4 separate regions of the Mus musculus genome follow, and regions 1, 3 and 4 are each linked to region 2. A link is a contact called in public Hi-C data. All regions are on one chromosome and are shown on one strand. Each heading gives the region's core, a stretch centred on a gene start, on an enhancer-like site or on the middle of the called end of the contact. The rest is flanking DNA. Distances are from core to core; before and after follow the strand shown. Region 1 overlaps Alk (anaplastic lymphoma kinase). Region 2 overlaps Alk (anaplastic lymphoma kinase). Region 3 overlaps Togaram2 (TOG array regulator of axonemal microtubules 2). Region 4 overlaps Alk (anaplastic lymphoma kinase).

Region 1 (6,028 bases), core at 57-2,556, 450 kb before region 2:
TACACTTCTATACTACTTTTTCTTACATGGGTTTAGAAGTGATTATGCGTTAAAGCGTGCAAACTCGGTGAAAACAATTCCTCTTACTGATAAATAACAGTGCTAATAAGCCAGAGCTGCCAGCATGCATGGGTTGGCAAAGGTATTTAGCCTAAAAGGAGATTTTTCCTTCCCAGATGGATTTGGAACACTGCTTTAGGAAATTTAGTATTTACTTACCACTAATGAGAAATCAGAGCCCGGGAATAGCTATCCTTGTGCCTTTCGTCAGTACAAATGGATAGATGCTGTGACACAGTAGTTCCCGTGTGATAGTTATCCCCTTGGGGTCTTCCCTGCCCCTCCTCCAGCTCTCCTTTGGAGTAGAGATGCAAGCACAGGAGAAAGGATGCTGTGTTCCGTATCCTGCTCAAGCTAGTTCATGCTCATCGAGGCACAGCCTGGACCTGAGGACCAGGTTGGCTTCACACTTACGCTCTGGCTAAAGGCATCCCGTCTCAATTCAAGGTACAAGAAAAGAGCATCAGGAGTCAGCACAGACTGTTTTTACTGTGTGGCCTTGGGCATGATTTATCATTGCTAATTGTTGAGAACCACTAGTCTAAATAGTAGGTAATCGGCAAAGGAGTCGGCCAGGCCACCTTCACCGGGATGCCCTTTACAGCTACAGGGCTGGTAGATCTTTGACATCAGCATCTTTGGTGCTGAGCAACCCCTTCAACCTTTGCAGTCATTGTCACTGTCGTGCATTGTTTCCGTTTGTTCTGGTTCTGGTACCAAGTTCTCTATGACAGATTAAAGAGCATCTTGCCTTCCCTACAGAGATGATACAAAGTGGCATGAGGTAAGACGCTTCTCAAAACATGAAACAATTTGGCCGGGATCAGACTATGTTTTCATGTTCATGCCAAAGGGGACATTGCTATTTCTCTCTCTGTACGCGTAGCAATCAGAGCTATGGTAGAAATTGTCAGAAACCAACCAGAAAAACTTTCTTGAAGTCTGTCAAGGGCACCCAGTTATGGTTCCGTCAAGCTTAAACCTTGGGAAGTTACAGGAAGAAATTGGAAATCGCCCTGGGTAATGGAGAGCCAAATTGGGCCTTAGAGTAGGTAGCAGGGTGACTTATTTTTTAATGTTTCCAACATGAAAGAACACAATTGATTTTTTTCCTCCTTAATCCCTCCAACTCCCTGGCTTTTATTGTTTCTAAAATAAGATAAACCAAGCAGGTGTTATTTCAGCTCTGTAAACAATCTTTATTTTTCTGGCCGATAGGAATAGAAATGTAGCCAGAGACCAGGCTTAGGAGAGAGGAGAGCCAGGCAATCAAGGAAATCATTGATCTTAACTTAGCCGGCTCCATCCACCCTGCCAGTGCTCACTGTGGTCGCACGCCCCTCCCCCATAACTCACCCTCTGGTCTCTGCCAATACCTCATGAAAGTGCAGAGCCTAAGGCAGAGACATCTTCAAGTGTGTTGGTTCCTCTCTCGGATCAAATCACACTTGTTATTTTGTAAGATTAGTGGCATCTCTGAAATGACTCCACTCTTTCAGTCCAGGCAAATAATTGTCAAATGACTTTATTTTAATGCTTCAGTGCTGGGAACATTCGAGAGGGTGTCTGTTTTATTGTACACTCTGACGTTCCTGACCTGTTTTCTCTTTCCTCTGTATGTGTCTGCCATGGGCATAACCATGTTAGTTAGCATCAAAGGCCTTTTCTGAGTTAGTGGGCAGTCAGCAGGATGTAGACAGGAGAAATGGCCTTAGCAAGAGACGGACACTTGATTTGAAGATGAAGAAGAACGAGAGAGATGGGACATACGACCCCATTCCATCTGGCTTCAAGTGTTTGTGGTAGGTGTGTGTGTGTGTGTGTGTCCCAGAGACTCCTCTTGCAGATCCCCCAGTTGGCTGCTGCTGGAATGTATTCACCCACCCAGCAGGAACCTGTCCCTTCTGCTAGTCCTGAGTCTTAAGGGTCTCAGCCTGGGGTGTGTCCCACATGTCTCTAGCAAGTTAGCTCCAGGCGCCTGCTTTCAGGGATAGTCCTCAGTGTAGGTGTAGTAGTAAAGGCAGAAGCAGGAGACCACACAGAATAAAGGTCCTTAGTGACACCCCTCTTTAAATAAGTGGTTGCTGTTTTGTCCAAAGAAAACTATTTCCCCAAATTTCAAGAGGCAGAAGGGACAAATGGCCATCTGTGGTACCTATCAGCATACCAATGTGCATGCTGGCCTCTAGGCTCCATCAGCATCACTGGTACCTGCTACACATTTCAAAGTCCATGCTAGCATCCTGGCTCTTCTCACCTCTTCCCCAGCCCTAAACTCCATCCTGCTCCCAGGGTCCCTGTCTCCTCCCCGTCCCGGTTCTCCTTATAACTTTGTTATTTTAGGTGTGTAAGAACACGGCTTGGTCTCTTGGTCTCCCTCTCAATCCCCTTCTCTCTACCCCTCCCCCCAGCCATGTTCGGTCTACTCTCTCTCCCTGCTCTGGACTCTTCCAGAAGCCTCTGGCTGTTCTCTCACGGCTACAGTAAAAACCTTCCTCTTATTCGTACCATGGAGCGTCATATCAACAGTTTATACTGTTGCTCTATCTTACCTTAGCCTTCAGAGCCCTATTTTCTTTACTCCTAAAGTGGAGCTAACAAACTATGCTACTCCAGTGTAAAAAATGTTAATGATCGTGGTGCATCACGGTTATTTTTAAATAATTACTGATGAGAATTGGTAGTTCTGGTGATATTTGGTTAGCCCACTTTATGCTCCCAACAGTCGCACATGTGCACTTGCCCAAGAGCTATCTAGATTCACGAATGAAAGACACACACACACACACACACACACACACACACACACACACACACACACACACACACACCAGTTAATTTTAATATGCCTTAACTAGCTTGACTAGCTTAATGGCTGGGCAATTCTAATCCTTCCTGCTAGCACAGACTCCCCTCCTGTACTTCTGAGTTAACATCTTTTAAAATCTGAATTTCATCTCTGCCACCCCAAACACAATTGGGGAAATGCTCGGGGGCCTCTTCCCCTGATTCTCACCTGTCGGCAGGCCTTTAGGTCTGGTCTTTTTGTTCCTCATCATGGTGATCTCTGCTTCCTTTCTCTCCCCCAGTTTCTAGCACTCCTAAACCTCAAATTCCCACCTCAGTCTACCTGCCCAGCCATTGGCCACTGGCTTTTAATTGATGGATCAAAATCCAATTAGGGACAAGGAGCTTCAGCATTTGGATATGCAGAGTCCTGATTTGGGGGGGCCAGATTAATTCAAAGCATTAGAACCAATCCTCAACAGGTAGTAGAGTTTATGTACATTTTAATAACCAAGAATGGCCCTGGTGATTGAACAACAGAGCTGCATATTTGAGCTGTAAAGTGTGTCAAATAAACAAAACAAGAAGACACAGGGTACCTACTCTGCCTCTACCTTGCCCAGAAAGTATTTATGGCCTCAGAATTGACCCTAACAGTTCGTAGGGCAAGACTTTGTATAGATGGCCTTGGGGACTGGGATTCTAAGCTGTCACAGGAACCTGGTGTACTCAAGTGACTCAGAAGGCTCAAAGGAGAGAGGAGTCAAATGCACAGTCTTTATTAGGACTAAGGAAGCAAACAGGGAGGCACACACCCTACAGTCATGACTCTCAATGCGCTTACTACCACTGAGACCATGGGTAGGGTGAACCTAGATAAACCTTCTTCTGAGTCTCTGTGTCAAGGCCACATTACCCTTAGCATTCTGTACAGAGCTTGATGCTGCCTCTTTCCTGAAAAGCCCGTGGAGGCTATTACTTCTTTGCATTGGCTAAATACAGATTGTGATTGCCTGCTTGGGTAGTTTATGGACCGTGGAAGAAGCCAGGACCGTCTTTTCTTTGGAACTGGGGAGTTGGGTGAAATCCTGCCAAGTGTGCTGGTTAGTTTTTGTCAACTTGACACAAATAAGTCCCCTGGGAAAGAAACCTCAGCTAGGGAATTGCTTTCATCAGATTGGCCTGTGGAGACATTTTCTTAACTGCTAGTCGATGTAGGAGGCTCCAGCTCACTGTGGTCAGTACTGTCCCTTGGCCATGGTCCCAGACCATATTAAGAAGCAAGCTGAGCAAACCAGGAGGAGCAAGCCAGTAAGCAGCACTCCTCCATGACCTCTGCTTCGGTTCCTGCTTCCAGATTCCTCCTGCCTTGACATTTCTTTCCCAAACTGTTTTTAGTAGGTGTTTTATCACAGCAACAGAAAGCTCAGTATAACTCGGAGCTTCCTTCCTACCAGCTCAGCTCTCCAGCGAAGTCTTTTATTGAATTAAAGTCTAAGAATTTCTTCAAGAAGGCACAGCCTGTTGCCTACCCCCCCCCCCGGTTTGGTTAGCGATCTCAGGAGAATTTCCGTATCCTGGGGCTGTATTTATTTAACTCTATTATTTATTCTGCACCAAGAGACCATTTTTATTGGTGTGTTTGTTCTCTGAAGGGGATGGTTAGCACTAGGAACTGATGTAAAAGAGCTTCCATCCCCAGACTCCTAAGGCACATCATAATGAAGGTGGGCAGAAGAGCTCCTCTGGCAATTCAAAATGACAGACCCATTCCCTAGAGCAGACTGTCAAAGTGTATATTTCTCAAGAGCAACGTCAATATCATTTGGAAATGTAGTATCTGTGTAAAAACCTTGGTTCCACTCCACCCATTGAATCCAACCCCATCTACTAGATCCCACCCCATCCACTGGATCCCACCCCACCCTCTGGATCTTATTCTTCTCCCTGCATCTCATCCATCCTACTGAATCAACCTCCTGGGCATGGTGTTACCACTTTGTGCTTTAACATGTTGATGTCTTTTAAAGTCTAAGTTAAGGTCCTAGGTAGTCTGGAGGAATGGATGTTAAGTGAGTTATTTCTGAGAACTATTCAGGAGAAGCCCATCAGAGATAACCACTCAGGCATAGTTCAGAGCTAACTGAAAGTCTTTATTCTAGCTGGTGGGACCAGACCCAAATATTCTGCCAGATATTTGGAAACCTAGATGTGGCCCCAAGTGTCCAGAGCATAATTTTGAAGTCAAAACCCAAATTCTGGCATCTTGCTCAGCAGCTGCAATGGGGGCTTGGGGCAGACTTCAAAAAAACAAAGGTTTAATGAAGCTAAAACAATCAGCTAGCTGAAGGAGTTCCATACAAACAAACAGTTTAACAGAAGCTAGAAGTTAACTGGGACATCCAAACCTTGGATTCCAAGAACAGAATTGGGCATTTTTTTTTAGGCTTTTCCATCAAGGAGATCAAATCCTACTTAAACCTGAAATGGCCTCAGCAAAGATACAAGATGGAGGAGCCTCTGCACAGTCTTGACTGGTTGCATTCCCCACTGGTTCTATGGAAATGAGAGACATTGTTGATTCATTTTTTTTTAAATGGGGGCACACTTGGTCCTAAGAACCAGTAACTTAACTGAGTTTATTCTCTATTTGATTTAGTTGGCAGTGCAGTTGAGGATTCAGGGTTCCATTGTTAGCCTGATCAGGGTAAGAACCAACAGGTCCAGATAATGCTGTTAGTAAGGTGTTAAGCCATAGGGATCAGGTAAACAGAAACATGTCTTCTTTCTCCCCACCCCCTTTGAAGTATTCTCTCTCTCTTCTTTCCCCATTTTTCATTTCTCTTCTCTTTCTCTCCACCATCTTTTTTCATCATTTCCCACTGCTTCTTGCCTTCCCCTACTTAAAGCAATTACCCCTGCGTGCACTCTATGGCACTGGCAGCCAGCTACCACAAGATCTTCCTCACCTCTGATTCCTACCTTAGAGCAACAAGGACCAGAGCCCCAAGAAAACCTGCTGAAAGCCAAACTTGGGCCAGGCATTGGCCCAGCTCCTCTAAGCAGGTTCATTTCCTGTGCATAGGAACTGGCCGGGGGGGGGGGGGATTCAGAGCCCTGAACAGTCACCCAGTAGGGTTCCTACCTCTTGCAGCTCTTCTGTTGTTAAAACTAGACAGAA
Region 2 (5,772 bases), core at 402-2,901:
TTGGCAAAGCAGCATCCTTATTTGGGAAGATAACTATATTAGGATATCATGATATATAGGTGTGTATCTGAGAGAGAGAGAGAGAGAGAGAGAGAGAGAGAGAGAGAGAGAGAGAGGAAGTCTCCCATTAGCTAACATGTGATCTGACACTGTTCAAACAACACCTGTAATTATTAGAAGGAATACAAAAGTCCATTATTCCTAAATCAAAAGAAATTGAATGGGAAAAAAAATCACCTCTATTACATCACATAGTGAGTTGAGACCATAGGCAAAAATCTTTGGGTATCCTTAAGGAAGCTCGCCTGAATAACCCTACTGGTCTAGTGCAGAGGTAGAATCACTGAAATTTGGGGTGATATCATCAGCCTCAATGAAGCTTCGGATTGCTCGATGGTGGTTCCTGCCCAGATCCTTGAACTCCAGTGAAAGTCCTTTGGCAGCTGTTAGCAAGATCAGGCTGTGGGCATCAGCTGCCTTTGCTGGATCAATTCAGATGAGCCTCCAGCAAAGTCCTTTAAGCTTCTGCCGGGGCTGCAAGGATACTTGAGGTTTCCGTGGTACAATAACATTTTAACTGATGTGTGCATCTCTCTCTCTCTCTCTCTCAGCTCCGCATGTCCTGGCTCATCCGCGGGGTTTTGAGAGGAAACGTATCTCTGGTGCTGGTGGAGAACAAAACCGGAAAGGAGCAAAGCCGGACTGTCTGGCATGTCGCCACTGACGAAGGCTTAAGCCTGTGGCAGCATACAGTGCTGTCCCTCCTCGATGTGACTGACAGGTGAGTTACTATTCATTCCCCCCACCCCACCTCCTGCTTTGTTTTACCCTACAAGGCACAGTGCTGACCTGGGAAGGTCTCACACTCCCCCATGCCCTTTATCTAAGACGTTTGATTGGTTGTTTTTTTCTCTTTGCTATGACAAAGTACCTGACAACTTAAGGAGGGAAGGTGACTTTGTTTGGGTTTTACTGCTGTGAACAGACACCATGACCTAGGCAAGTCTTATAAAGGACAACATTTAGTTGGGGCTGGCGTACAGGTTCGGAGGTTCAGTTCATGACCATCAAGATGGGAGCAGGGCAGCATCCAGGCAGGCATGGTTCAGGAGTTGCTGAGAGTTCTACATCTTCATCTGAAGGCGGCTAGTGGAAGACTGACTTCCAGGCACTTAGGATGAGGGTCTTAAAGCCCATACCCACAGTGACACCCCTACACCAACAGGGCCATACCTTCTAATAGTGTCACTCCCTGGGCAGAGAATACACAAACCATCACAGAAGGGTTTATTTTGGCTCGTAGTTTGAGGGTTTAAGCCATCATAGCAGGGACAGCACAATGACAAAAGCATAAGGCAGCTGGTTACACTGCATCAGAGATGAGTAATCATAGAGCCATAAAAGCTGGTGTTGGCCTGGCTTCTTTCTTTTACTTCAGCCTGAGACTCCTCCCCATTGGATGGTACTGCCCTCTTGGATGGTAGTGCCCCATTGGATGGTACCGCTCCATTGAATGGTTTTAGGTTGGGTCTTCCCACCTCAGTAAACCCAATCTAAAATCCTTTCACTGACAAGTCCAGAGGTCTGTCTCCTAGGCAGTTCTACATCCTGTCAGGTTGGCAGTCAATATTAACCACCACACCCATGTACACACAGAGACATGCACATCTCCTGCCAATTGCCGGGAGCTCGAGATTCTTCAAGGGATGGCGCACTAATGAACACTCATCTCCTGCAGCTCTCACCTGGCCTGATTGGCTTTCTTCAGGATCTGTCTGTGGAGAGAGCAGAAAATGAGGCACTCGAGCTACTACCAAATGATGCTCGGGTTTCATATCTCTATGGCATTTTCTCTCACTTGATGGATGTTGCCTTACTTCCTCTTATTTCCTCTCATTTCCTCTTTCCTCGTTAACAACAAAACCTTAGTGGGTGGGGAAGCTCCATCACTATTCTCCACCGTTCTTTTAAAGAGGAAAAGCTGAAAAAAATCAAAGGAGCAAAACAAGTTTGTCTCTGAGCCAAGACTGGAACCAGGGGGCGGGGGGGGGGGGGGTACTGCTCTATTGATTCAGCTCCAGAGGCAGGTTGACATAGGGAGATGCCAGACTCCTCACTGACCAGAGAAGAGCTTCTACCAGGGACCCTGGTTCTTATCAGACTTTACTACCAGTAACCTCTGTGACCTTGGACAAGAGCCTTGACTCCTTCCAGGTTTAGTCCTTCCCACTTCCAAATGGATATGGCTGGATTACCAGATCTCCAGCTGCATGGGGCATTGGATTGGAGCCGAAGCCTGTGGAGTTCAGCTGTCACTTGTCTCCCTAGGATGGCACTACCCTGCCACCTGCAGTCAGCCTGGAGCAAGCAATGCTTGAGTTAAAAATGGCCTGGCACAGCAGCATGTCTGTGACACTCTGCTGTGCTTTACTGAATATCCCACAGGTGGCACAGACATAGCCTATAGCAAAAGGCAGGGTGGCATCTCACCTACAGGGTAGACTGGAAGGGAAAACCACCTGCTATTGGCTAAGCATCACGCTCTACCATCTAGTGCAGTCTTCACAATAGTCTTACAAGAGATACTCAAATTACCATTCTGGTGAACCAACCTTTGAAATACAAGGACCAAAGGCTCAAAGCAGGGCAAAGAGTGATGCCTGTTGTCATGAGGCTTCGTAAGTGTGGAGCTGGGCTTTGAATTCTTCTCTCAAACCTCATAATATGCTGTTCCTTGCCACTTCTAATGGGAACTCTCCTGTCATAGAGAAGAAACCCCCTTCTAACTCAGAACAGCATCCATCCTCTCCTTCCAATGTATGTGGCTTGATGATCAGAGCCCATAGATGTCCCCAGGCTCAATGACCCTGGGACAAATGGATTTAATTAAAGTGGAGGAAGGGGAAAGTATGAGTGCCACCTCCATAGGCCGGTATTTCATCCTTGGGGACTGTGACAGTCACACACAGGGATTGGAACCTTGCTGGCGGTGCTGGAGCCATCCCTCCTGGGAGATGTAAAATTAATTCTGACTGTTACCCCTTCTCTCTTCAACCCAGCAAGTTCTCTGTTTCGTAGCTACTCCAGGGGATTTAAAGCAAGGAGGACGTTGAGTCCACTGGCTCCCTTCCGCAGGAGATGCATTTGAAGGAGACTTTGTTCCTAGCCTTCCTCTTCCCCCCACTGATGGTCACTAGCAGACTGGTATTTCCAATATTGATCCTGAGGCCAAAGCATCCATTTGAGGACTCAGTGAAGATTCAGACAAAAGCCAGCTTGGTTCACAATGCACCGTGACCTAATTCACACATAATTACAGGGGGAAGAAAATGTCTCCATTCACAAAAAAAAAACGCCTGCCAGCCACCAACTTGTTCTCAAAGCTAGAGGCAGTGTGGGAGGCACGCAGACCGGAGGCACAAGATGAGGAAGCGCAGGTGAACTGTCTGATAGTTTCGCTTGCTAAACTCAAACTAGACTATAGCAGCAACGGAGAGGAAGTGGGACAGCAGCGTGTCCAAGTGAGCGCAGGCTTTCAAGTGGACGGTCCCAAGCTTAGTTAGTGGTGTAACCTCATCCCATCTATTGAAACTCCCCGAGTCTCACCATCCCATCCTGTAAGCAGTACTTCACCAGGTTGTTATGGGAATAAATAATAGGATCGCCAAAAGAATCTATACATAACGGGGTGTCAGGAGGTTTTCAGCATCTTTTATTCTAGCCTCTAAGTGGCTTCATAAGTAATTTATTGAACAAACAGTACAAATCCAGCCACTGATCTTCCATGTTCTGCAAAATGGAGGCATACAGCTGTCTCTGGTTTGGGGAAGAAAAGTGGTGAACTCCTCGGTACACACTAAATGCTTCAACACTAAAAGCTGCTAATAAGGAATATTACTAAAAATGACAAACTTCTCTTCCCCCATCACCTGCACAGTGCCTCAGAGGAGTCTGGCATAGTCATCTCAGAAATGATAACGATAATGATAACCTCAAAGGTGAGGTTCTTGTGAGTGCGTAAATCGTAGAAGTCCTGCAACTTCTTCTGACCTCCTCCCAGGAGAGAGGCCACCCCAGCTGCCTGGATTGCCACAAAGTGGAACGGGGGCAGGGGGAGGTTAAAGGAGAGAAAGAAACCAATTAGGGAAGAAAGTAACAGAAAATGAGAAATGAGCAGAGGACAGAAGCAAACCACCTCCCTTCTCCCAGCCCCCGGTGGTAGGCATTCGCAGTCTATGCCCTCAGCCTTCATCCCACATCTCCACCATTCAGCACCTTCCTCGTTGTCAGCGCCCCATCATAGACCTTAGCCGTTGGAAACATTATTCTCCATGCTTCCTTATATCATCTCTGCTCCCCCAGGGTCTCCAACCTGTACAGTCAGGAAGTACTCTTTTCAAAGATCCTATCATAGATAAGATTCCCCATAACCTCTGGACCGCCCATGAGCAATTCTTTTAAACACAAGTCTATTCATGTCCCTGGCTTCCTGGGGCTTTTAGGGCATTCCCTATGTTCTCCAATAAGACCTTTCTTTAAGGTTATGTGTGATGTGTCCAACCTCAGCTTCAGTATCTCATACCATTCATTCTCCTCCTCTGCCTAGACTCCTCTCACTCGGTGGTACCATGCCAAAGTTCCTTACCAAGCCAAAACTCCTTACCTCAAGCTTTTGCATTTTCAAGTTTCTGCACATTAATATTCTTCCTTTGCCATCCACACTTGTAAATACCACTCCTCGCTCACTGTTTAAAGAAGTCTTCCCTCCATCCTGGGCTATCTGTGTGCCCACAATGTGTCCTTGAGGCTCTTGAGGCAAACATGTGCCTTTTCTTTCATTTTTAATGGGTTTTTTTTTTAAATATTTGAATTGGTACACAGGGCAGAGATCATGTCCCTATCTTATATGCCACTGCTTTCTGAACCTAGTAGCGTGCCTAACATGAAAAGCTCAATAAATCTATGTTGCCAGAATATGTCTTGAGAAAAATTGACTATATACCTCAAAACAGCAGCTGAATGAGCTGAGAATTCACCATTGGAATCCCTCCAGTTACCCCTCTTCTGTCCAACCTGTGTCTAGCAAAACAGACGAGACCACTTTATAATAAACGCGACCACAAAGAGTTCCATATTTCAAAGCAGCGCCTGTGTCCTGTCAGAAAAACCAAAACAGCATTTGTTACTCTTGTGACAGGGAGACCCTCTTTGGGGACTCGCCTGGTGCCTGTGCTTTCTTTGTGTGTGGTCACTGTCCTGTCAAAACCACTTTATGAGAAAGACTTTGATCTTAACCGTGTGCCACCCCCCTCCCCCCGGCGCCTGTGAGTTGGGAGCTTGAGCTGAGCGTGGAGACCAAAGAACTGCAGTCAGATTGCTCCCACGCCGCAGCAGTATCTCAGTGACTGTGCCATGTGCCCATTAAAAGGCTGGCAGCCAGAAGCTGTGTGTCCATGAATGGCATCTCTTCTGTCCATTCACAACCATGTAAACTGATAGAAGTAACGTCATCATCTGTCATCATTATGGAATTACCATCACTCTACAACCAGACTGCAAAGATGAACTAGGAAAAAGAATCTCCAGAGCCGTGCCCGGCGTGGCGTGAGCAGTGCTCGGCATGTCATGGGCAACATCCCTGGAATACAGATACGTGCTCTCATGGCAACTTTGAAGGACAGCACTAATTCAAATGTGTTTAAAGGCTTTGTCGTGCTCAGACATCTATCATGAGTAAATATGGCTCCTTTCTTTTTTTCTGTCCTCCACCCA
Region 3 (6,398 bases), core at 1,004-3,503, 270 kb after region 2:
AGTGCCACGGAGGAAATGGGGCTCTAGCTCAGGAACCAGCACACCCACAAAGGAGTCCGCCGGAGGCCTACAGACAGCACAGGAGGAGGAAGGCTGCCCCCTGGAGGTCAAACCAAGCAGGCTGCTGGCAGCAAAAGGCAGAAGAAAGCCAAAGACCACTGAAGGGTTGCCTGAGGACGGGACTCAGAAAGGGGAGGCTGAACAGCAAGGGGCTGGATAAGGCAGATCGGGTGGCTGTCTGGGTGAAGTTAAGAAGCAGCTGTGAAGCCGGGCAGTGGTGGCACACGCCTTAGATCCCAGCACTTGGGAGTCAGAGGCAGGTGGATTTCTGAGTTCAAGGCAAGCCTCCTCTACAGAGTGAGTTCCAGGACAGCCAGGGCTACACAGAGAAACCCTGTCTCGAAAAAAAGAAAAAAGAAGAAAAAGAGGCAGCTGTGAGTGTAACATGGGAGGCAGCGTGGGAGGCAGCGGCGGGGACAAGAAACAGATGGGAGCTTCTGTGTGCCTTGTTATTGCAAGGACAGCATGGGGAGGGACACTCAGTGAGGCACCAGAAGCACATGAAGCCAGAGCCAGGCTGCTGAAGTAGGCAAAGGGCAGCTCCTCCATCAAAGGGCAGTTTGGGGAAGCAGGAGGTGCCTCGTGTTGCCATGGTAACATGCATTCCCTTCCATCATACTTCCTCTAATGCTGACCAGCAAGCCATGAAAAACCAGAAGTCCCAGGGAGAGTGTGGGTCTCCAGGGGGAGGTCAGGCCATGGCAAAGTCACCCAGAGCCCAATGACCCTGGAGATCATAGCCACGAGGAAAGACTCCAGGAAAAAAGAAAGAAAAAAAAAAAAACCAGGAATTTTGAGGATGGGCAGATTTGAGCAACAGATGAAAGGCATGTAGGAGAGTGCCTGGAAGATCAAGACATGGGTATAAAACCAAGAGAAAGAGGAGAAAAATGTCAACCCTAGCCACAGCCACAAAGGTCATGAGAGGCATTGGACAGAGATCGAAGACTCTGTCACTAATGCTACAGAGAGAGGGAGAGAAGCTGTGTGCCAGGAGAAGCGTCCCGTGGTAAGGAAGGCCAGTGCAGAGGTGAGTGTGAAGGTGAGGATGGAAGAGAGCTCCCATCCAGGAACAAGTGCAGGGACATGGTCCCACAGTCTAGCAGGGCCCAGACAAAGATAGAGACATGGCTGTGACCAGAGAAGGCAGCCCAGGAAACAGGAGATCTCGGAAAGCCAGAGAGAAATGGAAGACTTTGGAAGATCAGGCCAAAGAAATGCAGGAGGAGGATGTGACAACCATAGGTGGTGATTTAAGTGACAAACGTGCCCCAGAGTCTTGGGCGGGGATGGGGTGGGGGGTGGTAGTGGCAATGTTTGAATAGTGTGGCCTTGCCCACAGGAGTTATGCCATTTGCAGGTGGGCTCTGGGATTTAAAAAGCCTCAAGCTATTCCCGGTATTCTCGCTCTGAGGGTCAAGATGTAAGCTCTCGGCATCCTGTGCTATGATGCCTGATGTTGCCCCACCACCGTGGGCTCTTACCCTCCAGAACTCTCTGTCCGTGTAAATTCTTCCATAACTTGTTTGACCCTGTGTGGTGTTTTATCATAGCAACAGAAATGTACACTCATACGCCGCACCGGGAAAGGCAGACCTATAGTGGCTGAACGCCCACTCACATACATTCCCAGACACTCACATGTGTGTATACAAATGCACACACAGACACAAACATGATTACAGATGTACACTCACAGGCATGTGCCTAGGAATTCTTACATACCCAATTGGGGTATCAGTCTGGGCTGGCCACTGGATGCTGATAGCCGTCTAGAAGGCTCTGCCTGTCTTCTTTACGAGCAGATTCATGATAACCTAGAGCCTCTGCCCCAACTGTTTCTGGGTATGAAGAGCCTTTTGAAGTCCAAACATTTTATGAAAAACCCATATACCCACACATATGTATATGCAAACATACACACACATGACCACACACTATATACATTATACACACATTATACATGATAATAGTGGTGGTTTCAGTATCTGTCAGTTAAGAAAATACAAAATAAGAGAGAGCCACCATGGGCTTGACCATGCCCTAAAACAATGTGTATTTTATTCATCACTATGGCAACTGTAGACATTGAGAAACTAGAAAACAAGTTACTGCCCACATTACTGGTCATGAATGCCTTCAGAGCCAGCCAGAGTCCAGGATCAGAGGAGCCGCAACAACAATGCTGTGGTCTCCGCATGTCTGCCATTCACAAGAGGGGATTTTTACCCTTTCCAAACCTGGTGCCTCAAGACTGTGCCAGCCACGGTGACTCAGCAGTGAGGAGCCCAAGGGAAGGGGGGTGGGGGGCAAGACAAGTTACAGGAGAGATGACCACAAACAGACTTGAGATTTTTAAGTAGGCCGCTTACCGCGTATGTGGGGCCTTTGGTCCCATAAGCACATCCTGGCTTGGACACAGGGGGCTGGGCAAGGAGCCAGGCCTGCAGGAAGAGGTCCCTGTGGGCATCCGGGCCTTCGGAATGGGTGGGATCACGAGGCCTCCTAAAGACTTGTGCATCTTCTCATCAGCGCAGTGTAAGTATTGCCTGGAAATCTGCACCTGTGAGGGGGAGGGAGCCTGGTCCTTGGAAGCATGACTCACACTGTACTTTCTGCTCCTGGTAACCTCGCACAAAGCATCTCCTGGCAGCTGGTGAGAGGATGCTGGGAAATGTCCTCTTGTTTCCCTTTTCGGTCTCTTAGCCCCACTCCAACCCCTCTGGGAAGGTCACCCCTTCCCAACCACTCCAGGTAGGAAGACTGGCAAGCTTTTCCGTCGCTTTAATTATTTTTTGGATTTTAATTTTTTTTTAATCTTCTCATTTCAGAAAAATCTTTGACTGTGTAGAGCTGGAAGGGACCCTCTAAAACCCCCAATTCAAAGCTCTGCTTTTACAGATGTACAAAACAGCTCTGGGAAGGCGATGCCAACGCCTTCCTCCATGCCAACAAGCTGGCATTAAGCAAGAGATGAGCAGAAGACCGGGAAAAATCCCAAAACATGAACACCAAAGAAAGCCTGGGTCCACCAACTCCAGGACAGAAAGGATTGTAGCCCCCATACCTCTCAGGCAACCACACACACACACACACACACACACACACACACACACCACTCTCAGGCCAGATGTAACAGCTGGAACGCTACAGGGAGACGTGAAATGAGGGTCTCAATGCCACCCTGGTCTTGAGGACTGTCTAGAGACATTTAGCCGGGGCACAGGGACAAGAGTTGATAAAGGAATGGGGAGCCACAGAGCTGCCTTACCTCCTGGGCACTGGCTCCCGGGTCCTGGAGATCCTGTCTGCCTCCAGGAGGGTCCAGGTCCTTCTCCTTAGCACTGTTGGCCTCAGGGGTGGTGGGAATGCTCTGGATGGGAGGCATCGGCCTGGGTACCCTCAGGAGCCTCTGTGAGGTGGTGCGGGGGATTGTGCTCCGCAGAGGAACCCCTCTGGGGCCTCCCACCGGATCCAGAGAGGCTGAGCAGGGGTAAGATGGGGGAAGAAGTTAGTACCTGGAGCACGGAGAGCTGAGGGTGATTGCTGTACTAACCTAGGCCTCACATCCTGGGAGAAGAAGGGATGATGGAGGGGGAGGGGAAAGAGCTGGGCTCCCTCCAGCCTGGCACCCAACATCCACCAGATCACTAGCTAAGCAGCGGGTTTTGCGGGTCCCTTTTCATTTCCATAAAACATGGTAGAAATGCAAATCAAAGTCAAAGATGGTACAGGTGGAAAGACAAGAGCAGTGTTGGGCTAAGAGAGAGCTAAGAGAAGGCACAGCTGGCCCTGGATAGACGGCATACCACCCTTCTCATCCCTAACTTCAGATGGAAAATGTCCCTCCTCAGACCATTTGGAGCACTCTCTCCCAGCTGGCTGTGCTATTTGGAGCAACCGTGGAGCCATCAGGAGATGAGACCCAGCTGGAGGAGGGAGGAAGTAGGTCGGTCACTGGGGATAGACCTTTGAAGTCACAGCCCAGACTCTGGGTCCAACCTTGTGTTCAGCTTCCTGACAGGACCAGCCTCAGCCTCATGAACCCACTTCCACGAACGGAGTTCCCCCACCCTGCTTGCCTGCCTGCCCCACCATGCACAGTGAAACAGTGAACCAGTGTAGATCTTCTCCTCTGCAGATGTTTCTGCTCCGTGTGCTGGTCAGAGATGTGAAAGTAATAATATATTCGAGGAATACGCGACAACTCAAGGAATATACTCCAGAGAAAAGTCAGCCGTGTTCCTGGTAAAGCCCAGTCCTTCTGTGTGCATCCACAGAATGCCAATCTGCTGCCAGGCAGAGGCAGCGGCTAATCAATTTCTTCTGATACGGGGGAGACTTGCCTTGACACCCCTAAGCTAGCCTAAAAGACACACGCCCCCTCTCCATCATTTCTGCTAGATTTCATCCTCAATGCTACCTCATATCCCACAACAGCACCCACCTCAGCAGAAACCCACTGACCAGCCCCAATGGACCCCCAAAACCTCAAACACCTGCTGACCCTCATAGCCTGGATGGCCTGGCGTGCTTGATCTCAGAGTGGGTGGTGGCTGGGTCGTGACTCACCTTGAGAAGATGCCGCCATGCCTTCTGAGAGCCGTCTCTTCTTGAGTTTGTCCTTAATCTGGATCGTGTCCCGGGCCACACTGCTGGCCTCTGATTCCAGGGAGGGAATAGCTGCCCCCAGGTGGTGCCCCAAGGGCAGAACTCCAAGGCCCCTGGGGTAGCCATTCCTGGCCTGCCAGCCTTTCAGAGGAGCATTCAGCATGAGACTACTCTGGTCCTCATGTTCCCTTGAGAGCTGTGATGGCTTCTCACTGCTTGGCAGTACACTTGACACTGGCTGCAAAGAGGCTGAGAGAGATACACACACAAGTGGCTTTTCGGCCAAAGCTAATAGGCTCAAGGTAAATACAAGATGTGCCCAAAGCAAGAAAGCAAAATGTTCAGCTGTTGTTGTGAAGGGCTGGGTGAACTTCTGGGCCCAGAAGAGTCCTAGAACCTGGAAACGTGAGGGAAATTGTGGGCAGGGGGCTTTAAAAGCTCAACCACATTGTCTCTCTCCTCAGAATCCCTCGACAGAAGTCCTAAGACCTGATGCTCATCCTGCAGAGGTTCCGCTGTAGCTGGCATACAATCCCGGGACAGCCAAACTCCCGGGACAGCCACAGCCTGAGAGAACACACACCTGCAGAGTCGTGGAAGCCTCCATGCAGAGCAAAGAGGCTGAGCCCTGCCCTAGACATCCGATAGCTAGACACCAGAGCAGAGTCCAGGAGCAGAAGGTGACAGAGGTGCTAAGTGAAGTCAGGACAAACACCAGAGCAGGGCCGCCATGCTTGTGACTCCCCCTCTTGCTACTCATGTCTGGTGCCTTCCCGAGGTCAAGACGCAGGCCCCCAGGGAGGCTGGCCTCGTCTTGCTGGAGTTTGAGAGGTTCCAGGTTCATAGAGGGCTAATCCATACTGAGAGGACCTCTTTCCCATCTCTGGAGGCTCCCTCTACCACCCTCAATCCCTGAGGAGACCCAAGCGATATTTTTGTTTGTTTGTTCCTACTTTTTGTTTAAGGTTTTGGTTTCAGAGATTTGGGGAGGTTTGGTGTTTGGTTGGTTTAGTTTTTCTTTGCTTTGCTACTCTACTTAAAATCATTCTTAAAAGTAGACATCGGGCTGGTGAGATGGCTCAGTGGGTAAGAGCACTGACTGCTCTTCGGAAGGTCCTGAGTTCAAATCCCAGCAACCACATGGTGGCTCACAACGACCCGTAATGAGATCTGACGCCCTTTTCTGGTGTGTCTGAAGTTAGCTACAGTGTACTTATGTATAATAATAAAGAAATCTTTTTTAAAAAAAGAAAGTAAAAAAAAGTAGACATCACTCCACTCACATAAAAATTGATATATAAAATTTCTGTCATATTTAAATTCTCACAAGTATATAATTTCCAGCTTTTAATTTTTTTCTTTTATACAGAGTCTCATGTAACCCAGGTTAGCCTCAAACTTATCATGTAGTTGAGTATGATTTTCATTGAACTCTGAAACTCTGCTTCCTCAAACGTCCTGATAATAATCTCTAGAAGCATCTTAAACGTCCATGATACAAAGACACCTGCCACAGATGGAGAATGTCCAAACATCCAGACACCATCATTTCCTCCTCTGGCCTGGCTTCCAGCAATGTGGCCAGTGGCCTTGACTGGGTAGTTTCTAAGGGATCCTCCTCTCCTGGCCCATGTCAAATACCTCAGAGGGGTCACCAGAGCAATTTGGAGAAACCAAGTCGCTGGGCCAGGTCCTCACCTTCATCGTGAGCAAGAAGACTGGAGTCG
Region 4 (6,337 bases), core at 648-3,147, 370 kb before region 2:
GAAGAGAAATAGGCTGCTCTTACGTGAGTGAAATTTGTAGTGTGTCTTATCTGTGCTCTTTAATGAAAAGAAACCACTGAAAGCCAGCAGTCCATGTAGCTCTCCATCCCAGGTGGAGCCTCACTCTGGGTCCCAGAAGAAACCCGGTTGTGCACCCTGTACCAAATGGCTCAGCTCTATTCTTAGTGATGGAAGAGGGATAATTTTTTGAACCCCAAAGCTTATTCTTATCATCATGCTCTTATTCTATGCGGGGTTTCCTTGCAACCCCAATATATAAGAACCATCTGGCACCTCAGAGACAAACTCTTAATGCTGCATTTAATTGTTCATTATCCACCATGACCCAAAGTATATGTGATCGATATCATCAGTTTGTTTTAGAGTAGCAAGTGTGTTTTAGCTGGCAGTGGTCATTGTTGTGGTCACACTTGAATGAATGCTCTGTAGGAAAGCAGAGAAGGTTCAAAGAAATAGACGAGAGGACAGAGAGTTTAAGAGAGTCGGGAGTTCCTGAAGCTACAAAAAGGAAATGCTACTTGATCAGGGACTTAAGGGATAGGCAGAACCTTTTTTTGTAGGATGGATAACAAGAAGGAAACAGAGGGTGGATTTAAAGTTTATTTAAAGTATCTTAGTTATTCTCCATTAGAATAAAATACCTTAAACGCTCATGAGAAGACTCAGACAAGTTCTAATCTGTGTTCATGATCTGGAAGATCTGGAAGATATAACAACAGATATATTAACCCTGAAAGATATGGGGACAAAGTGGGAGTTGTCTCTAATATAGCACCATGCTGAGCACAAAGAAGGGATCCTATACCCTTACCCATTTGTCCACCATTGTTCTGCCACGGGTGATGGCGGGGGACCAGCTGTGGTGAAGAAGGAATGATCTATATAAAGAAATTTAAACTCTATCCTGTAGGTGCTAAGAGCACAGACATTCCAGTTGGATCCCAGTTTTACTGGGATCATTCTAACTATGCTAGAGGAAGAATCAGAGGGAGAAAGGAGGTCAGGGAAGAGGCTACTCAGTTGACAGATGAAAATAAAACCCAGTCTCAGATAGAAGTGGGGCAGATAGAATCCAGTTAGTTGTATGGCTAAAGAAAAGAGAATCCCTATGAGCCTAACTGTACAATACAAGCAACTGTGTATTCAGTAACATTGTTATCTAAGGAGGGGAAGCCAACACCAGCAAGCAGCAGATTGAGAAGTTGGACCAATTTAATGAACCCCAGAAGACATTCACCGGCAAACTGAACATAGAATGATGGTTAGAACATCACCATTGGCACCTCTGCTTGTAGATGTGAGACATCAACTGGCTGCAAACGATGCTACTTCTCCTGGCTTTGGGGGAAACTAGCAACATGGGCAGAGGATTATGGAGGCAAGCATCTTGAGATGTTTTACATGCGGAAGAATTGGGAAAGATGTTCTGATAAGAAAGTAATAAATTGGAGATCAAGAAATGAATGCAGGGTTTTCCTACAAACAGTACCGTCTTCTCTTCCCTTCTTCCTTCTCATTTCATTACATTTCAACCGAATGAAGATGGCTTTACTCAGAGGTCAGGGTGGTTTCCGAATGAAGCCAAATGTGTCTTCAAACACTACAGAGGAGCATTGCAAACATACTAACCTTAACCATACTGGGTGGCAGACTAGACCTACAAACTGTTTTTGCTGTGTTGTAGCGCAGAACAAAGTTGAAGTTTTCACAGCCGCCAACGCCAAAAATTAGATGTTTGATTTTTTGTATGTTTTCTTTCAAACACTGGGCAAAGGAGAGTGAAAACTAGGTGGAGGCACTGCCTGATTCATTGCCTGTTGCATGAAGATAGTCATTGTGCCTTGGATATATAACAGACTGTGAGTCACCCCAAACAGAACCGGCTCCTCTTGAAATGATGCCCATGGGGTTAAGCTAAATTGAAGGAAATTGCATGTGTCTCAGGCATGTGTCATTCTGATTACCCTTTCTTGGGTAAAGGTTAGTGAGAATATGGGGGGGGTGTGAGGGAGGATGATAAAAAGAAGAAGTGGAGAGAGCAAGAGCAGTCATCTTTGAACTAGACGTTCCTTCCCGACTCTTCCTTTAAAGCTTTGATTGACTGTGTATTCTTTGACTCACCTGAAGTGACTAATAGGAACATTATTGATAATAATAAAAAATGAAAGAATTTTCTGTCAGCACCATCAAGACATTTCTTTAAGCTTTTTTTTTTTCAGTGTCCCCATGATATAATCACTAGGTCATTTTGGATTCACGTTTTATAGCTGTTCAGTAGGATGAATATTAAGAGTTTCAATGGGAAATTAAGGCCATGGTTTAGTCTGTTCTGATTTATGAATTGGCCTTTAAGGAAGTACAGTGGTAATGTTGATGAATTTGTGAGGATTTGGTGCTGTATGCAGTGTGCTCAGTGGGGGGAGGATTAGTTCCATAGTCAACCTAAGAGATGCAACTGGATCCCTAGTTTCTTGTCAGTCTCCAAACAGCATTAGCACATCAACTGGCTATTGGGTACTTCTTGGCCTGGATGGGTAGAGGGCCGTGAAAGAGCTGGTGCTTCTTCCAGTTATAGTTTCATCAGTGAAAACACAACCGTGTAGTTTGAATGTCAGAAATGCCCCACAGGCTCATGTGTTTGGACAGTTGATCCTTACCTGGTGGGGTTGTTCTAGAACATTATAGAATCTTTTGGATATGAGGGAAGCCTAGTTGATATGGGGCAAAGGGGTGGAGACTATGGTTGTAGACGACCCCTGATGCTAGCTAACCCAGCTCTCTGATTCTTGACCATTGTTGTAATATAATCTACTGTCTGTCTTATACTCTGGGTGCCCCAGCTGGATCCACCTGATTTCTCTATCATGATAAACCATACCTTCTTAAAGTGTGATCCAGAATACACCCTTTTCCCCTTAAATTGCATTCTCAGGTATTTTGTAACCGCAATAAGAAAGGTAATTAATGCATATAGAAAGGTTAAAATCCAATCAGAAAACTCTCCTCTCTGGAGCAAGTTATCTTTATTTGGAAAATTACTTTGAATGGATTGTTTGGAGTATATAACAGAGCTGAAATCATGGGTGTGTAGACATGCATATATATATATGTGTGTGTGTATGTGTGTATGTGTCCATGTATGTGTCCATGTGTGTCTCTGTGTGTCCATGTATGTAAGCATGCATGGAAATTATGTGAGGCAGAGGAGAGAGGACCAGTGAAGCTATCTTTGACATTGCTTCCTGGAGAGATGGTTGTAAATACAGGACAAGAGACACTGAATGCTCACATTGATATTGTTTGTATTTCTCTCATCTAACCTCCTCTATTCTTTCTCTCACGTCCCACAATTCCTGTATTAGACACACAGATTGCCTTGCATAAGTAGGCTTTCTGGTGGATCTTGGAGGGATGCTCAGATTTCACTTCTGTATCAGATTGTATGAAACATACATGAAATTGACACAAGGTAGACAATCCACTGCCTGGTGAAGACAAAGAAACTGTAGAAAAAAACTAAATGGGAATTTTAGGCTTTCTTGAGATACAGAATTAGAAGTTCAAACTTATCTTCCAGGCACTGAAAGGGTATGGAGACAGCCACTGGTTGACTCTTAAGTTACATTTGTATTAAAAAGGTATCAGAAGTTTTCACCTATATATGGAAGACTTTAGCAGTTAGGAATATTCTTTGTGCTGACCACTGCTGGACCTCAAGTTTTCTGCTTTCTACATTCTAAATACACAGACCACACATGTCAATGGTGTATGAATAGAATACACAGTACCTATGAAGACCCATGCAGTCAGACTGTCCAAATTCATATCTTGCCTCTGCATATACTCAGTGTGTGACCTTTGCAAAAACAGTCTCTTATTTGTGCAGTGTAAATAATGAGTCCTCCCTTATAAAATTGTGAAAACTAAATAATTAATCCTGTGAGGGTTAAATGATTAATACCTGCCAACCCACAGACAAGCACCTACAAGACCCAAACAATTGTTATTCATCTTCTTGTTAGAATCCAAAGTAATTTCACACTCTTGTGTCCTCACAACGCCGCCATAAACTATTCTTATCCCAATCATAGAAGTGGAAACATTTATTTATTCATTCAATGAAAATGTAATGAACCAGACAGTGTCAGATGCTGGGGGTATGCCAATCACAGAATCAGCACAAAATTACATTGCCTCAATCTCCTTATCCTCTGCTTATTAACAGGCTTCTAACTAGGGGGAAAGAATAAGCAGGAGGGTTAGCTTGATGCGCTGAAGAGGAAAATCAGTTCCTTCTCACCTGGCTCCCTGCAGTTGAATGATCTTGTCAAGATATTCCTCAGGTTCTTAGATATATTTTTTCCCTCTGTGAAACAGGAATAATGATAGCATCCTGGAGGAGAAAGAGAGAGAAACAGAGACAGAGACATAGAGAGAGAGAGAGAGAGAGAGAGAGAGAGAGAGAGAGAGAGAGAGAAAGAGAGGAAGAAGCAGAGACACACAGAATATGTGTGAGAGTGAGAGAATACAAAGAGACAGAGAAACACACAGAGGGGTGTGTGTGTGTGTGTGTGTGTGTGTGTGTGTGTGTGTGTCTGTGTGTCTGTGTGTGTCTGTGTGTCTGTGTGTATCTGTGTGCCTGTGTGTCTGCATACATGTGAGGGCCAGAGGCCAATGTTGGATATCTTCTATTTCTCGCTACCTCAGTTTTTGAGTCAGGGTGTCTCCTTGAATCTACAGCTCACCAAAAATTCATCTAGCCAGCAAACCCTAGGGACCCTCCTATCTCTACTTTCCAGGGCTACATGCTTGCTCAGCAAGCACTTACTGAGTGAACTGTACAAAATGCCTGGGAAAATATTGAGCACACAAGAAACATCGGTTCCTTCCATCTTATCACCTAAATGTTGCAAGGAGCCAGAGAAGAACAGAGAGCAGTTAAGAGCTTCTGATTACCCAGGAAACCACCAAACATGCATATTTCACGGGAGAAGTCAACAAAAGGAGAAATGGGGCGAGCATCAGCTTCTATGAGAGCAGTATATGATCCACTTGTCTGCCTCGAAGGTGGGAACAGAACTTCAGGGTGAGGCGTGCAGAAGGGCTGAGCATTGTCTTTCAGGAACAGACATGAAACATGGAAACAAAGAAATCCCAGAAGATGATAAAGGAAGAAAGTCAGGCACTTCAGTGCACTCCTGGAGGCCCTTTCTTGAGAGAAAGGTGTGAGGATTCTCTGGCCTCCCGATATCTATCTATATTCCTTTTTCTTTTCCCCTGTTGTTTTCTCCTGCACCTTTGTCTTTCTCACCCTACCTCCATAGCCCCTCTTCTTTGGTGAAGAAAAGGGAAGGCAAATTAAGCTCTGACCTGAGAGCTAGGTGACTGGCCCTCAGAGTTAGTCCGGATCTCCAAGATGACTCACAACCAGAAGCAGCTCCCAGAAGAGCAGTTGAGCCTTCTCAAGAGTCGTTACTTTTCTTGATTTCTCTTTTTGGATATTTGTTCCCAGCTCTCCAGAAGAAACTGAGCACAGGTGACACAGACTTCACTCTCTTCTTCATCTCAGTTAATGGCTGATCTGCAAAGTCACCTAGCTCAACCTGCACTGAATCTTCTAGACCAGTGTATCATCACTCTGCCTACAACTGGGAATCTTTGGGCAGAGCCCTGGATTGCGTCTCAGGCCTCAGTGGGGGAGCATCCTGGGCAAACTTAGCACTTCTCCATTTTTCCAAAGCCTAAATGGGCCACTTGATAAACAGTTTGAAGGCTTTTCCAATATGTTAGAAGATAGATTCTTTCTATATAGCAACAATAAAAAGATATGTAAGAAAAAGACACATTGGTGGAGAAGAGGAATAAAGAATACGGTAAGAAGAGACCACAAGGAAAGGTGGAAAAGAACAGACAAGGGAAAAGAAATCGGGGGTAGGAAGGGGTGTGTGTAAGAATGTTATGTTGATTATGTTAGCATCTTATGTAATGGAGCCAAAGCTCCCAAACAAATTAACGTGCATACATCTGTATATGCAGAAATCCCTTCAGATACTATAAATGTGGAAATGAGGCCTTTGTTCCATATGTGCTACCAACTTGGTGGGGCTAATAGGATACAAAATTTCAGGGGGATTTCAGTCCATCACTGTAAGGAAGGCAGACAACAAAAGTGGTTCCGTCCCCAGCAGCAAGCATGTGTAGAAGTATTGAGTCTCCATGAAATGAAAAACAAGGCATGGTATGAAGGGTATTACCTTCAAAGGAGCTCCACTAGTAAACTACCCTGGCCAGCCAGAGCCCACCTTCTAAAGGCTCA

Evidence for each region. A called contact is a pair of places that touch in the nucleus more often than the background predicts.
Region 1: a contact with region 2 is called in a Hi-C map of the N1E-115 cell line, with 6 times the contacts expected there. The contact joins two enhancer-like sites. A contact is called at or near these places in 2 of 484 Hi-C or Micro-C datasets (the N1E-115 cell line and neural progenitor cells).
Region 3: a Hi-C map of the N1E-115 cell line shows a contact between it and region 2, with 2.8 times the contacts expected there. The contact joins two enhancer-like sites. A contact is called at or near these places in 1 of 484 Hi-C or Micro-C datasets (the N1E-115 cell line) and 1 of 9 other capture datasets (adipose tissue).
Region 4: a contact with region 2 is called in a Hi-C map of the N1E-115 cell line, with 4 times the contacts expected there. The contact joins two enhancer-like sites.

Annotation. Positions count from the first base shown.
Region 1 is chr17:72,415,704-72,421,731 of GRCm38.p6, reverse strand. The region is part of intron 1 of Alk (anaplastic lymphoma kinase); the gene reads left to right. Among named protein-coding and RNA genes, the nearest start is that of Alk, 190 kb to the left of the region's middle. Within about 2 kb of position 1,306, at least 2 of the 459 cell types and tissues checked have an H3K27ac peak or open chromatin away from gene starts, as enhancers often do. A contact at or near this core is called in the N1E-115 cell line, where this site is marked.
Region 2 is chr17:71,962,495-71,968,266 of GRCm38.p6, reverse strand. It overlaps Alk (anaplastic lymphoma kinase), which reads left to right. Exons shown (of 29, transcript NM_007439.2): 9 at 612-781. Among named protein-coding and RNA genes, the nearest start is that of Gm41613, 160 kb to the left of the region's middle. Within about 2 kb of position 1,651, at least 24 of the 459 cell types and tissues checked have an H3K27ac peak or open chromatin away from gene starts, as enhancers often do. A contact at or near this core is called in the N1E-115 cell line, where this site is marked.
Region 3 is chr17:71,687,671-71,694,068 of GRCm38.p6, reverse strand. Togaram2 (TOG array regulator of axonemal microtubules 2) reads right to left here. Exons shown (of 20, transcript NM_177087.4): 3 at 6,370-6,398; 4 at 4,633-4,920; 5 at 3,332-3,543; 6 at 2,433-2,623. Among named protein-coding and RNA genes, the nearest start is that of Togaram2, 18 kb to the right of the region's middle. Within about 2 kb of position 2,253, at least 64 of the 459 cell types and tissues checked have an H3K27ac peak or open chromatin away from gene starts, as enhancers often do. A contact at or near this core is called in the N1E-115 cell line, where this site is marked.
Region 4 is chr17:72,335,236-72,341,572 of GRCm38.p6, reverse strand. All of the region lies in intron 3 of Alk (anaplastic lymphoma kinase), which reads left to right. Among named protein-coding and RNA genes, the nearest start is that of Gm41613, 210 kb to the right of the region's middle. Within about 2 kb of position 1,897, at least 18 of the 459 cell types and tissues checked have an H3K27ac peak or open chromatin away from gene starts, as enhancers often do. A contact at or near this core is called in the N1E-115 cell line, where this site is marked.